Linked DNA regions of Gossypium hirsutum: region 2 is linked to region 1. Evidence: chromatin contacts called from public Hi-C data. All regions are on one chromosome and are shown on one strand. The core of a region is the stretch at or near the end of the contact, and the rest is flanking DNA. Distances in the headings are between cores, read along the strand shown. Region 1 holds the start of LOC107925898 (glutathione transferase GST 23). Region 2 holds the start of LOC107925873 (WD repeat-containing protein 70).

Region 1 (7,625 bases), core at 3,507-6,006:
ATTTGGGTCAAGGCTTGAGGAGAGTGTTAAGAAGACCGTGGCTAGTAACCCAGTTGTTGTATACTCTAAGTCTTGGTGCTCGTGAGTTCAAATCTCGATTATTCTCCTAAGTTTCATCTGTTCTTTTTTTTTTTTTTAAATATTAAATAAATTTGTTGATTTCTTGTGTGAATCGGGTTTTTTTTAGGGAGATTTGAGTTGGTTTTTTTAATGCTTTCCTTGTTTGCAGGTATTCTTCAGAGGTGAAATCATTGTTCAAGAAACTTGGTGTGGAGCCTTTGGTTATTGAATTGGATGAAATGGGTTAGTCTTTTCTTCAAAATTTTTGCTCTTGTTATGTTTATGCTATAAAGTGTGTGTGTGTGTGTGTGTTTCCCCTTAGGTTACTCAATATTACCAAATGTTGTAGAGATACTATAATGACCCTTGATTTAGACTCTCTCCACATCACTACATATACCGAGTTTTGGTTGTCACCACGCCTACCCTTACATCAATTACATTAAAGGAAACATATTTCCTTTTTGGCACCTATAGGCCCACCTTTGTTACCCAAAGGTGCACCTCCTTTGGTTCATATCGAGGGAGGGCAGTCGGATGATAAAACTTTGAGGGTTGTATCCAAAGAAGACAGTTTTTTTTTTACCTAAGCATACGCTAGGTGACTTGTGGTGATGTGAGGAGACGTCTGAACCCGGGTCATTAAAGACACTATTTTGGTTCACTTTGACCTTGTTAATTTTTTGTAACTTCATTGGATTGATCGATGATGATAAAGAGTGCTTTTTGATTTCTTGCTGCATTTGAAATTTCCATACAGTTTAGAAATGCATTTGTCTTAATAAATGTTATTCATTGAAGATGGCTGGACGTTTCATTTGAAGAGTCCTTGTGAGTGTGCCCTCTTGCTTCTACCTGTTTGGCCTCGGCCAAGTTGATTGATAACCTGAGGCTGAGATGTTGAATGCAATGAGGATGAATAATGTGAATCTAGAAAATATCAACTTTGAAAGTTTGGTCTATTTTCTGCTTAAATTAAGAAACAAATAATGAAGAACGCTGAGGTCTTCCAGAGGCTAAGTTCACCATATCGGTGAAGTTATAATGAAAATTGAGTGTCTTGTAGTTCTTCGTTGTGCTTCTAAAACCCATTGAAATTATGAAAGTCTCAGATTCTTAACCTCTTTGAAATCATAACAGTAAGTAAAAATTGATCACTTATCACCATGTGACACTTTCTCTTGGAAAAAGTGGTTGGAAAGCTGGAAATTGAGTTTATATAACATTTATCTTATTCAAAAGAATGTTATTTCTGGGTTGTAATTCATGCTTCCATTCTCCAAATTCAACAGAATTTGTGAATGAAGTTTAATATCTCAAATTGGACCGCGCAGTCAATTACTTTACATCGTAATATTGATCTTGCTTATTAAAGAGTTCTATCTTTTTCAGGTGCCCAAGGGCCTCAAGTGCAGAAGTTGCTGGAGCGGCTTACTGGGCAACACACTGTCCCAAATGTTTTTATTGGTAAGTTTCTTGAATTAGCATTTACCTAACAGATATAGAACTCCCTTGACTGTAAAACAGTATGCATGGCTTATTGCTTTTATATGTATAAAGCCCTTACCAGTCCATTTATTATCTTTAATGTTTACTAACTATGAAAGGATGCAGTAGAAGGCTGTCTTGTCAGGTTGTTCTTTACCAACAGAACAGAAGTCGGTCATAGTTTAATAAGAAAACCAGTTTGAGCATCATGACTTTGCACTTGGCTTATCTGTTAATGGCTTCTTTTTTTTCCGGTTCAAGTTCTGGTTAAAAGAATCACTTATGAAACAACAGCCCTTTTTTTTGTTATGATTCTAAAAGAAGTTGCAGTGACAGGAAAAATTATTGTGCTCATTGCCTGCTTTGTGATACTTTTGAACTCCAACCTTAGGAACTTTGTTTAAAGTAACCTGTGAAATAACAGTTAGCAATTTTCTTTGGTTATATAAGTATAACTGATGCTCTAATCCTGTATCTGCTTTGCACAGGGGGTAAACACATCAGTGGCTGTACAGGTATTCATGCTTTTTCTTCTCTTGAATGATACATTCTTTAAAATGAGGCCCTACTGCATCTTTTAATAGCTAACTGCTAAAATGAATTGACATAAATAGATTCCAAAATAAGACGTTAAACTCTAGACATTTCCTAATAATGTCATATTCCATTTTATGGTACTCGGAATTTTGTGATTCTTTCATTCCTGCCATCCAGTGGGGAAAAAGAACCTTTCAAGTTTTCCAATCTTTGTCTTTGGTTTTAGTCGAAAGTAAATTCTCTCATCATTGTCTCTTAAATTTGGATGTACAACATGATTCTTGAAGTGATCTTAGAGGTTTTTTTTTCATTTCTTTTTCTGTTCGAGTAACTTGGGTTTCTTTGGAGTAAGAGACACTTTGTTGTAGAATTTGAGTGAATAGATCTTCAGTTATTGATGCTTCATGTTCTGCTGCAGATACTGTCAAACTATATCGTAAAGGAGAACTGGAACCTTTGCTGTCAGAAGCTACCGCAAAAAGTAAGGAAAACTAGCTCATTCGATATGATCCTGTGGCAAACTTCAGATCCTATTACAAGGCTCGCCATTTTCCTTCTCTTTAAGCAGATATGTTCCATTCTATTGTATTTATTTACTTCAGAACCCCATAAGTTAATTGTTTAAAATCTCCTTATTCAAACTAGATGCTAAAAGTATGAAACCGTTGCATGTTATCCCATGTGAACCATGTTTGATAATATGACCAAATTCTTAACCGGTAGGATTTAGTGATTCATGAGTTCCTGGAAAAGAAGAAATGAATCGAAAATAATGTTGCAGACTGCAGTTTACAAGTACTTGGTAGTATTGTTAAGGTACTGTTTTAATTGTAAATGGTTACTTTTAGAATTCATTGTGCTAAAAGATTACATTAACTAGTTTTTTCCTCCTTTCTTAAGAAAAGAATTGATGAGTTCTTCTCTTCTGATGATGGATAAAAATGTTTTAGGTTAGGATTTTCCGAACGTAGAAAGATAATACATGATCATTGCCTTGTAGGATAGAAACCGGGGAAGGTTTAAAGGTCGAGGATGCCGTGATTTTATGTGCCTGTATTTCTTGTAGAATGGATTTTAAATGTTCTGTTTGGATGTTACCATGGAAAACTTGGTCCTAGTGGGCTTGTTTTCCATTGTTGTCGTCGTCTATATTTGCCTCAAATGCCTCCATGTTACACATTGTCCACCAAAATTAGGCATGGAAATAGTATCAAATGAAATTTCTCACACATCCTTATTGAAATCCCCAGTTCCTGCAAGCACACTTGAAGAAACATTTCTTAAAGCAAATGTGAATAAATGAATTGAGCGTTCGATATATAGTTCATAATAAAATTTATTTATGTTTGATTGTTTGTTTCTTTGTTATTTATGAAAACTGTTCGTGATATGTTCAATTATATGTTTACACAAGTTCGAACCTTGAATGTGACATTGTTGGAAGGGTCAATTGAACTTTGAAAAAAATTAATCTCTATGAATCATAAAATGGACATGAAAAATACTTTGGTTTCTCAAAAAAAAATATTAACTAATAATTTCATACAAAAAAGGAATTCTTATTAAACATGAACGGATCACAAATAAACTAACCAAATGAACATGAATAAAAATTTGATTGTTCAAGCCGAATTCATTTATAGCCTTAATATCAATCATCCCAAGCTTAACTTTGTCACAATAATAACTAAAATTGCATAAAAAGAGTTTATTAGCTTGAACAAGCAAAAGAAAGCAAAAAAAAAAAAAAGTGGCTTATATATAGCCATACAAATAGAATATAATACTAGGAATTTAAGCATTTTCTGCGTGTGGTGAATATGCAAGAAACCTTTGTCTTTTCTCTGTGTAATTTTGCAGCAATCGATCATGATCCGGAAGGTTGTTTTTTATCACGGGATGGGCCCTGAAATTCTGAATCCATGCATGCAATCGAGGGAAGGTCTCTGCGTCCAATATTTTGACATGAACTATTTCTTCAATGACTCCAAAATAGGCCATCCACCCCATGGCCAAATCTAACATCCCTATTTCTTCACCACCAAAATATTTCTTCTCCCCAAGCACTTGTTCTTCATACAACTTTAGCAACTCCTTTGCTTCATTTACTGCCTTCTTGTGTTCCTCCCCAACCCCAATGAAGAATGTTATGAATGGAGCTACCTGCAATTTTTCATTTGAAATTCACATTATCAACTGTACAAGCATGAATAATAACATAAACCCGGATTTTAATTCAGTTGATTTATGCAGTTAAATTAATTTACCTTATCCTTGTTGTCGAGGAAGTTGATCCAGAACCGTACCATGGCCCTTTCATAAGGATCCTTAGGAAGCAAAGGATGCGGCTGGGGCCATGTCTCCTCGATGTATTCGAGAATAACAGCCGATTCTGCAATTGGTTTCCCATTATGAACAAGAACTGGGATCTTCTTATGAACTGGATTATACTTCAATAGCATCTGACTCTTGTTTAATAAATCTTCATCTATGTATTCGTACTCCACACTCTTCAGTCCCAGAGCCCATTGTACCCTCAATCCATATGGACTCGACCAAGACCCTAAAACCTTCACTTCTCCCATTTTCAATTGATTTTTTGTTCTTGTATGTTTTTGCTTCCCTGCCATGGCAATGTTCGCATATGTATAGACTTTTGGTCCAAGTTTTTGGCTTGAAAATTTCTTAGATGACCAAAGACTTTTCTAAGATATGACATTCCCCTACGTAACAAAGACTTGTCAATGCTGCAACTTCGGTGAAGCTTCATTGAAAATGGGCTATAACTCGGAATTTAGCACTGTTAATATTCTAAATAGGTCCATCCTGGTTCTGGTCCTGGTCGAAATAAAGGGTCCAAAATATTTTGGTTAGGGTCTAAAAAACAAGGCCCAAAAAGAAAATTGGGCAACTCAGAGACAATAACTGGTAAGCGTGGCAGTTTATTGATCACATCTCTCCAAGGAACGCCAGTGTTTAACTGTAAGAAATGAATGTAACGAACCAAACCAACAGAACTCCCCCCAAGTTCCAGGTTGCTGTGTGGCCATGGCTTCCATGGCTCAATTTTGTTACATTATTGGCCCCTCAAACCTTAGACAAAAGTACAGTAGTTTCAGATTTTGCTTCCAAAACCCCGTTTATAGAAAGAATGCACCGTCTAATATAAGTACAAGATTTCATGCAAAGCCATCATCAGTCTCAGTCTCCTCTTCCATCGTTTGTTCAGCTGCTAATAAGCCTTCTTCCTCCTCACAAGTTAGGTAGTCTTCTTCTCAGTTCTCTCTCATTAATTGTATTTCTTTTTAATTTCATCTGATTTTGTACTCATATTTATGGGTTTTGGAGATTCTTTTTCGAAATCCATTGAGAGAATTTTGATGCAAGCTTTTGTTCTTCAAGCTGAGAATATTAGACTTTTGGAGCTTAAGGTGTTACTGAAAATGGGGTGTGTTAGGGAGGGAGAGGAGGATATGGAACAAGGGAATGTTGAGGATTATTTTCTATTAAAGGGTAGGTATAGGGGTTGTCTAAGGATCTAACTCGAGACTAGTGTAAATTGAAGTCTTGAACACGAGTCTTTTGTCACATGTTGATGATTATTAAGATGAGATTGATTTAGCATTTGCATTGATGTCTGATAAGACCTGATGATAGCTTGGTTTTACACATTTCTTCCTAAAATGAGTTGGTGAGTCCAATGGATTTAGATGCACCATGATGGAGTTTCAGTGGCAAAATTTCTGACTTGATTTATTGTTATTGAATACTTTTGATTTTGTTTCATAAGTGAGGCTTGTTAATAATTGTATGTGTTCTCAGTTCTGCAGCCAAGATAAGGAGTGAAGTTCTATCTCCCTTTCGGTCTGTGCGTATGTTCTTTTACCTCACATTCATTGCGAGTGGTTCCTTGGGAGGATTAATAGCCACCACGCAGTTAATTTCTTCTCTAACCAATCCTGCAAGATCATCCGAAGTTCCCGATATTTTAACAGGTCTTGGCATAGACATTGGAGCAGTATCTATCTTTGCGTTTCTGTATTTCAGGGAGAACACTGCTAAGAATGCGCAACTAGCCAGACTCTCGAGAGAAGAAAGCCTTTCCAATCTTAAGCTCCGAGTGAATCAAAATAAGATAATTTCGGTTAGCAGTTTGAGAGGAATTGCTCGTCTTGTAATATGTTCTGGCCCTGCATCGTTTATCCTAGAGTCATTTAAACTTAGTGAACCATTCACGGAGAGCCTTCTCGAAAGAGGAGTGCTGGTGGTTCCTTTCGCTACAGATGGAAACTCACCTAGTCTCGACTTCGATGAGAGTGAAGACATGAAAGAGATCACTGAGAAAAGAAAGAGGCTTTGGCAACTGGCCCCGGTTTATGTTTCTGAGTGGACTGAGTAAGATTCCGAGCAAAGCAATGATCATTTTATTTGGCAGTTTTCATGTGCTCTCTGTCTTATCTGATATATCTTTGTTTGAACTTTAAATACAGGTGGTTGGATGAACAAAAGAAACTGGCTGGCATATCCCCTGAATCTCCTGTGTAAGGGTTCCTCCACCTTACTATCTTCTTCTCATTCGTAGATCCTGGAATATAGCGAGACATGCCTTCTTAGACCTTACAAATGAATACTTTTTCACTTATGACCTTACTTTTAGGTGTTTATCAATCATTTCACTTGCACCTCTAGACAATCTTGGAAACGAGCAAACTATAAACTTGAACTGATAACTGCAGAACAAGTGCTTAGAAAATCGTCAATAGAAATCCCCATGTTAGTGAAATTTACTTATGTGGTGTTCATTATATAGTTATTTATCTCTGCGCTTGGATGGTCGTGTGCGTGGAAGTGGTGTTGGTTTCCCTCCTTGGAATGCTCTTGTTGCTCAGTTGCCACCGGTAAAGGGACTATGGTCAGGTCTTCTTGATGGAATGGATGGAAGAGTTCTTTGAAGGAAGGTTAGTTTACCTTTCTATATGTTTATAGGTTTTCACATTAAGTTGCAGTATGTACTAATTTATTCTTTATTTTACATATATATATGTTTCATATTATAATCAAATGCTGTAAAGAGTATTCAGGTTTATTTTCTTGTTTAGAAATGAAGTTTTCATCTACAAGGAATGAGATGGTGAAACAATGCCAGGGTAAGGGAATATAAGAAGGGGATATTATGGATTCTTGTTCCTAAAACAATGAAATATTGTGCAGTATAATCTGAATGTTATCATTTTTGCCTCCTTTAATTACTGAGTTTTGTTGTAACAACGCCTATCATCACCAGGACCGGTTTTCTTCTTGTAAAACTATGCAAAACAGAAGGAAACAAGAGGTTATGTATTTCTGAATGTTACATTTTTCCTATGTCCAACAACAAAATGACAAAAAAGGAATTTGCTTCAAGCTGAATACATACACATATATATGGTCTCATCTTATGTTGCTGCTCATGTTCTATTGTAGATCTTACAGTGTTCTTCCCTATCTGTATCCCAAAACAACATTATTTATCTACAAATACATATTCTTTTTAATCTTGT
Region 2 (7,625 bases), core at 2,764-5,263, 160 kb before region 1:
AATGGCAGAGCTAGGGGGTCTGACAAGGGTCCCGGTCCCCCTAAAATGAATTTTTTTTATTTAAATCCTTTATAATTTATAAAATTTTAAATTAGTAATTGTAAAATTACATATTAGCCCCAAAAAATGATAAAATTTTAATTTAATCCTTTAAAAATTATAAATATATAAACTATTAAAATGATAAAATTATATTTTTACTATCGTAATACGATTTAATTCTAACCCAAAAAAATTCTAACTCCGCCACTAACAATACCCAAAATTACTATAACAAACACTCTATTTTCGTAATTAATTTATTCCTACTCCATTTTTTTTATAAAAGCCGAATTAAACATATGAATATTAATATTTAGAGAATTAATAGAGAGAAAGATGCATGTGGACAGATTTGTCTTATCCTTTTTAGGAAGAAAGAAGTACCGAGTTGCAATATTAAAGAAAAAGAATGTTCGGTCATCAGTTATGTAGTACAGAAAACAATACTAGGAAGTTAAAGCCATGATGCACCATCATCAATCATGCTCCACCACCCCACCGCCATTTTTTCTTCAATAATATTACTTGAATAAATAAACTAATCTTCCACATGCTAACATGTGGGCTGGTTTTATTTTATTTATTTCATAAAAGGTGAAACGGTGCATTTCCTATTGAAGATTACTAAAGTGGACGTGGATGACATGTGAACCAAATAATTATATTTCCACATAATTAACCTGATATAATATACTTTAATATGAATAATAGGTTAAATTTAGAGCGGCTCATTGTCGGGTCGGGATGGGTTCGGGCTAGATCCATGCAATATATTTAGATTATTTTTTAAGTTCGAGTTCGACCCATCTCAGAAAAAGAGTTTATTTTTGTTTAAGCCTGATCCAATTTTAAAAAGGTAAATTCGACCTAATCTGTCTATATTTGATTTTTTTAGATTAATTTTTATTTTAAAATATAATACACTAAAAAAAGGTTAAAATAAAAGTTTTCTAAGACATTAAAAAACAATACCATAAATATAATAAATTATTTATTATATTAAAAAACACAATAAATATAATGAATATTTTATTGTATTAAATATAATTTTTAAAATTTTATATTTTGGATTGGATTATTTAGTTGGATATTTTTTTTAAGTTTTGAGTAATGGGTTTAATTGTTATTGAGTTAGTTACTTAATATAAATATAAATATATATAATTATTATGATATTTTTATAATATAATATATCCGGGTCAAGCCAAGCTTGGGCAAAAAAATCTTGCCCAAGGCTTGGCTCATATAGAAATTTGGTCTTAAATTCTATCCAAGCCCATCTTCCGAGTCTCGTATTTTGTCCAAATTCTCCCACTTTTCAAACAAGTCTGCGAGCCTGGATGGATGACTCAACCCATGAGTAGGTCTATTTATATCACATCTAAGTTATATTCGCATTAAAAATATATGGGTAAACTATAAAAATAGGTACTTTTGTTTGCCTCAAATTGCATTTTAGTCACTTACGTTATTGTTTTGTTAAGAAGTGGTCACTCTTCCGTTAAGCTCCATTACCTCCCAAATGACAATCCCACGTGGTAGTCCAAATGAGTTTTAAATGCCAACTTGGATATCCAACCGGGACAAGAATATATTTTTGATTAAATAAATAAATAAATTAAAATTTTAAATTAATTACACCTTGAATTGGAAAAGAAAAACAATTCTTCTCCTTTTTCTTTAGTTTTGTATTCCATTTTGACTGAAAAAACTATTCTCATCCTAATTGGACATCCAACTTGACATTTAAAACCCATTTGGACAGACTATCACGTAGGGTTGCCGTTAGGGAGGTAACAGAGCTTAATGGCAGAGTGACTACTTCATAACAGAACGACAACCTAAGTGACTAAAATGTGAGGCAAATAAAAGTGACTATTTTTATAGTTTACCCAAAATATATTTACTCATTTATATTTATACTTATATGCAGAATAAATCCTAAAATTAGGGGGAATTGGGAGAATAAACTATGAACAACAAACCATATTATTCTTCAAATAACAATAAATAAACTATGAACAAATACAATTATCACTCACTAAAGCAGCACATGAGAAAGCAAGAGACTTAAAATAACAGGAACAAATACAAACAGAAAGACGCTACTAAAATCTACTGTAGCACCACCGCCTGTTCTTCTTCTACTAAATGATCTGGGTTTTGAACATCCTCCTCCGCCAAACTTAAGATCTCCCAAGTAGATATGCACCCCTGGATTCTTCATTTTTATGTTACTCCCCACCAACACAGAACTGTTACAACCTTGAACGTTGCTGTTGGTGTAAATGTTGATGCAGCAACAGCCTTCGTGCTCGCCGGACGTGCCGTGACGGATGATCATCGTAGCTCCGGCATTGGTTCCTTCTATGTTAATGGTGTTGAAAGAGCCTAAGCCAATTTCTGGGGTACCATCGGTTCCCAACATTGTTGGGGTTTTTTTTGGGTTGGTTTGTTTTGGAATTGTTGGGTCAAAAAGAATATCACAGTTGATTTCAATGGGTTTTGCTTCTTTGCTTGCGCATATGAGTCTGTGTTTGGTTCTTGGTTGTCCGCGACAACAAGAAAAGTTCAAAATGTTCTATTAGAATGACTTCAACTACACTCTTTTCTTGTCTCTTCTCATCTTAGAGGAAAAACCTAATAAACCCTACCGTCAGAGTGGCTAAATGGAAAATTTCACCTTCAGTACTTTTATAATATTAAAAATTTTAAATTAGTATATGGTAAAATTGTACTTTGGCTCCTTTAAAAATAAAAAAAATTAATTTAATCCTTTAAAAATTATAAAGATGTAGACTATTAAAATAGTAAAATTTCATTTTTACTATCATAAAAGTATACAATTTAATTCTCACCTCCCTAAAAACTTTTTTGCCTTTGCTCTTATCTTTTTCATGCAAAATTATTTAAAGTATGATATTTGGAAATACATTTTAAAAATTTAATTGCACTAATTATATCAATTATGTGTCTCTATTATCTCAAATCTCAATGTAGGCATTATTGAACCAAAAAATATATATCAATTTAGGTATTAAATGCAAACTAAAATTTGAGATGAAGTATTTTTAAAACATATTAATTAAATTATATAAATGTGTATCTTTTCAAGGGCAAATTTAAGAAGTAGGGCTTCAATTATACTTATTAGTCATTTTTAATAATTTATAATTCAATTTAAGGTTTTTTAATACAAAATTCATGCTTTCACCCTCTAATTATTTTATTTTATTTTATTCCAGCCTTCCTTAACAAAAAAAAATTATGGCTTCATTCTTGTATATGGGAACTTGGAAATTACTTTTTTTTTAACAATGTCACTAAAATTAAGGGATTATTTTTTTTAACATGAGATCGCTTATGCGATAAGTACAACTAGTGGCGAACCCAGGGGCTGGCAGGCTCCCCAACTCCCTTTAAAACGGAAAATTTTTAAAATTTTTAATGGTAAAATTATTCTTTGGCCTCTTCAAAAATGATAAAATTTTAATTTAACCCATTAAAAATTATAAAGATATATGCTATTAAAATGGTAAAATTAAATTTTTATTATCGTAAAAATATACAATTTAATTTCGGTCCCCCTCAAAAAAATTTTGATTTCTCCCCTAGATACAACGTGTTTGCAATTTGATAAATATATTTTAAACATTATTTATGTTAGATCTAAGTTAGTATTTAACAAACAAGGTAATAGCTAGGTTGATTGAAAGACCTTATTGAAATGAGATTGATAGTTTTAGGATTTAATTATAACTTTAAAATTTAGGTGGGATGTTTATTGAAATAAACCGATCGATTCAAAGGCTTAAAGTCTCCACTATCCGGGCTAAAAGTTGGCAGCCTTAAATTATAAGGGGCCGAAAATGAAAAAGCATAAAATCCATTAATGAATCGAAAAAGTGGCCCAGCCCAGGCTGAACCACAATGCAAGACCAAGAAAGTACCGCCCGCTTGTTTCCATTTTCAAGCCGCTAAACCCCTTGGCTTGATTTGGGTGGCTCGAGTATCAAGGCTAGACCATTACCGGGAGCCTACCACATTCTACAGCTATAATCCTCTGTAAATCAAAAATAAAGTTACGTTTTCGAATTCGATCCAACAGCGAGGGGAAAGAACGAAATGGAAGACGAAGCCGAAATTTACGATGGAATCAGAGCTCAGTTCCCTCTTGCTTTTGGTAAGCAGCAAAAATCCCAAACCTCTCTTGAAGCCATTCACAACGCCACTCGCCGTTCCACCGCCGGAGCCGCTGCCTCCACCGCTAGTACCACCGCTAGTAATAGTAATAATAAAACCAATGAAGCCCTTCCGTCTCTTTCTTCCTATTCCAAAGCTTGGCTCGATTCCCTTCGCAATTCTAAGTCTCCCAACCCTAACCCTAATGACTCCGTGATTGGCCCGCCTCGTCCGCCACCTGGTCCAGTTCCTGATGAGGATGACGAAGACGTCATGGTAGGACCTCCTCCGCCTCCTCCAGGTTCCGGTGAGGATGACGATAACGATGTCATGATTGGGCCGCCACGCCCGCCAGTTGGGCCGATTTCTGACTCGGAGGAGGATGAGGAGGAGGAGAACCGTTATCGAATTCCATTAAGCAATGAGATTGTTCTCAAAGGGCATACTAAGGTAATTCATTTAATCGTAATTTCTCCAAGGTAAAATTCCTTTTTTCTATCCCTTATTACTAAAGTAATTAATCCTAATTATGTTTAATGCTTTCAGATTGTTTCAGCTCTTGCAATTGATCACTCTGGCTCTAGGGTTCTTTCGGGTAGTTTTGACTATACGGTTCGAATGTTTGATTTTCAAGGAATGAATTCTCGTTTACAATCATTTAGACAGCTTGAACCATTTGAAGGCCACCAAGTTCGTAATCTAAGCTGGAGTCCCACATCAGACCGGTTCTTATGTGTCACTGGCTCTGCTCAAGCTAAGGTTACTTCTTACATAAGTAATTAGTGTGTTTTTGTGGGATGTTCTAGTATTGATTGAATAGTTGCTCATGATTGTATTCTGATTTTCAATTTAGATATATGATCGAGATGGACTTACTTTAGGCGAGTTTGTAAAAGGGGATATGTATATTCGCGATCTGAAGAATACTAAGGGACATATATCGGGGCTGACTTGTGGAGAGTGGCATCCAAAAACCAAGGAGACAATTTTGACATCATCTGAAGATGGATCACTTCGTATATGGGATGTGAATGACTTCAAAAGTCAAAAGCAGGTGTGTGTGTGTGTGTGTTTACATTGCTGATTTTATTGGAAGCGAATTAGGTAAGAAAATGGTTCACTTGTTTATTATCCAGGTTATCAAACCAAAACTTGCAAGGCCTGGAAGAATTCCTGTTACAACATGTGCATGGGATCGTGAAGGGAAATGTATTGCTGGTGGAATTGGTGATGGTTCTATACAGGTACTTGTTTCTGATAGCTAAACACTTCTTTTATGTTGATTGATTGCAAAATGGCTTGGTGTTGTGTTGCTGCTTCTGCTTCTGCTTTCTCAGTAATCAGATGAGTTGATTGCTTGAACTATTTTGCAGATATGGACCCTTAAGCCTGGATGGGGAAGCAGACCAGATATATACATTGAAAAAAGTCATTCTGATGATATCACTGGGCTTAGGTTTTCTAGTGATGGGAGAACTTTGTTGTCCAGAAGCTTTGATGGTTCACTCAAGGTAATTTTCACAGAGTTTCAGACGGTGATGAAATCCCCTCTTCCCCAAACCCCAAACCCCAAAACCAAAAAAATACATTCTAGAATCTTGATATTTGTTATGAATTGTGAATTAATGTCAGTTTTGGGATTTACGCCAAATTAAAGCCCCTCTCAAGGTGTTTGATGATCTCCCAAATAACTATGCCCAAACAAATATTGCATTTAGTCCCGATGAGCAACTCTTTCTAACTGGAACATCCATTGAGAAGGAAAGTACCGTTGGAGGTTTGCTGTGTTTTTATGATTGTTCAAAACTTGAACTTGTTCAAAGAGTTGGGATATCTCCTTCTTGCAGTGTGGTGCAGTGTGCTTGGCACCCAAGATTAAATCAGGTATGTCATAGTGTTGTCTCTCTCTGCATTATCATAAGCGCAGATTCATATGCATGCATGGTAAGAAAGCACGAACTTATAACAATAAAATAATACACTAATTTATTTGTTTCTGTTCTAGATATTTGCTACATCAGGAGACAAAAGCCAAGGAGGGACTCATGTACTATATGATCCAACACTTAGTGAGAGAGGAGCTCTTGTATGTGTTGCACGTGCACCTAGGAAGAAATCTGTTGATGATTTTGAGGCACCGCTTGTGATTCACAATCCTCATGCACTACCATTATTTAGAGACCAACCAAGCCGTAAGCGTCAACGGGAGAAGATACTGAAGGATCCTGTCAAGTCACATAAACCTGAACTTCCAATAACAGGACCAGGACATGGTGGTAGGGTTGGTTCAACCAAGGGAAGTTTGTTGACCCAGTACCTTCTTAAGGTAATGGTGTTTTTCCTTTCTAAGAACTTGCCTGTCTTGAGTTCGTTAAAGTTTTAATGTTGTATAACTAAAGCTAGTGGAAGAGACTTACCTGTTGCCTGTCATTGCAGCAAGGGGGAATGATCAAAGAAACATGGATGGAAGAAGATCCTAGAGAAGCTATACTTAAGTACGCTGATGTTGCTGAAAAAGACCCAAAGTTCATTGCTCCTGCATATGCTGAAACCCAGCCAGAACCTGTTTTTGCAAAGTCAGATTCTGAGGATGAAGAGAAATGATCTGATTGTGGTGGCATTTTATTCTCTACTTTTTAGTTTTTTTCCCTTTTCTAAATGATGATTATCCAATGCTTGATGGTATATAGGTTACTTTCTTACTGTTAAGGTTCTGACTCTTGACCCTTTTTTTGGCAGCTGATATGTATGATCTCTATGTTACCCAAGTTAATATGGCTCCGACGGAACTCATTGAATTGAACTGGCTATCTGGAAGGTGCAATTATTGATTTTTTTGCTGACATTCTTGTCTTGTTCGACTGGTCTGTAATTTATTATTTGCATGTCATCCTCAAAAAATGATTGATTCATTTGTCCTACCAATTGTAGGATTCATGTCAAAAATAGTTTGTAATTTTATCATAATATACAATAATATCAATAGGTATATCGTATTACATGCTAAATAGAAATATGCACAATCAAGCTAAATATTTGTCCAATGTGAATCATAGAAATTGAGTGCATAAGCAATTAATTCTTGTTTAAATGTTTTCTTTTGTTTATCTTGGAGTGGTCAACTGCTCATGGGTGAAGCTTAGCTGGGTTATACCTATCATCTTCTAACTGGGATTGTTTGATTCTGGGTTATACCTATCTTCTTCTAACTGGGATTGTTTGATTCATTCTTTTTTGTTAAACCTTACTTCAAGCTGCCATAAATAGATAGTTCTCTTACAATCACTCAAAGATTTACCCATTGCTTGTTTTACCCTTTCATCATAGATATTGAGATAATTCTCTTTTTCATATGCCGGTTCAAAACTGGAATGATTAATACCCGGAATGAGTAATACCGA

What was found. Hi-C and Micro-C count contacts between places; a contact is called where the count stands out from the background.
Region 2: a Hi-C map of leaf shows a contact between it and region 1, with 2.9 times the contacts expected there. The contact joins the promoter of LOC107925873 here to the promoter of LOC107925898 in region 1. A contact is called at or near these places in 7 of 34 Hi-C or Micro-C datasets (anther, hypocotyl, leaf and 1 more).

The regions. Positions count from the first base shown.
Region 1 is chrD07:54,703,109-54,710,733 of Gossypium_hirsutum_v2.1, reverse strand. It overlaps LOC107925898 (glutathione transferase GST 23), which reads right to left and starts at 4,756. Exons shown (of 2, transcript XM_016856637.2): 1 at 4,353-4,756; 2 at 3,689-4,248. The coding sequence starts at 4,715. The coding sequence ends at 3,880. LOC107925896 (protein LOW PSII ACCUMULATION 1, chloroplastic) reads left to right here and starts at 5,044. Exons shown (of 5, transcript XM_016856635.2): 1 at 5,044-5,348; 2 at 5,908-6,480; 3 at 6,576-6,626; 4 at 6,896-7,043. The coding sequence starts at 5,134. The coding sequence ends at 7,037. LOC107925899 (monothiol glutaredoxin-S10) reads left to right here. Exons shown (of 4, transcript XM_016856640.2): 1 at 1-81; 2 at 230-303; 3 at 1,453-1,527; 4 at 2,504-2,883. The coding sequence ends at 2,580.
Region 2 is chrD07:54,864,329-54,871,953 of Gossypium_hirsutum_v2.1, reverse strand. It overlaps LOC107925873 (WD repeat-containing protein 70), which reads left to right and starts at 4,013. Exons shown (of 10, transcript XM_041097927.1): 1 at 4,013-4,674; 2 at 4,771-4,983; 3 at 5,078-5,278; 4 at 5,361-5,468; 5 at 5,598-5,735; 6 at 5,857-6,108; 7 at 6,230-6,550; 8 at 6,661-6,835; 9 at 6,964-7,042. The coding sequence starts at 4,168. The coding sequence ends at 6,828.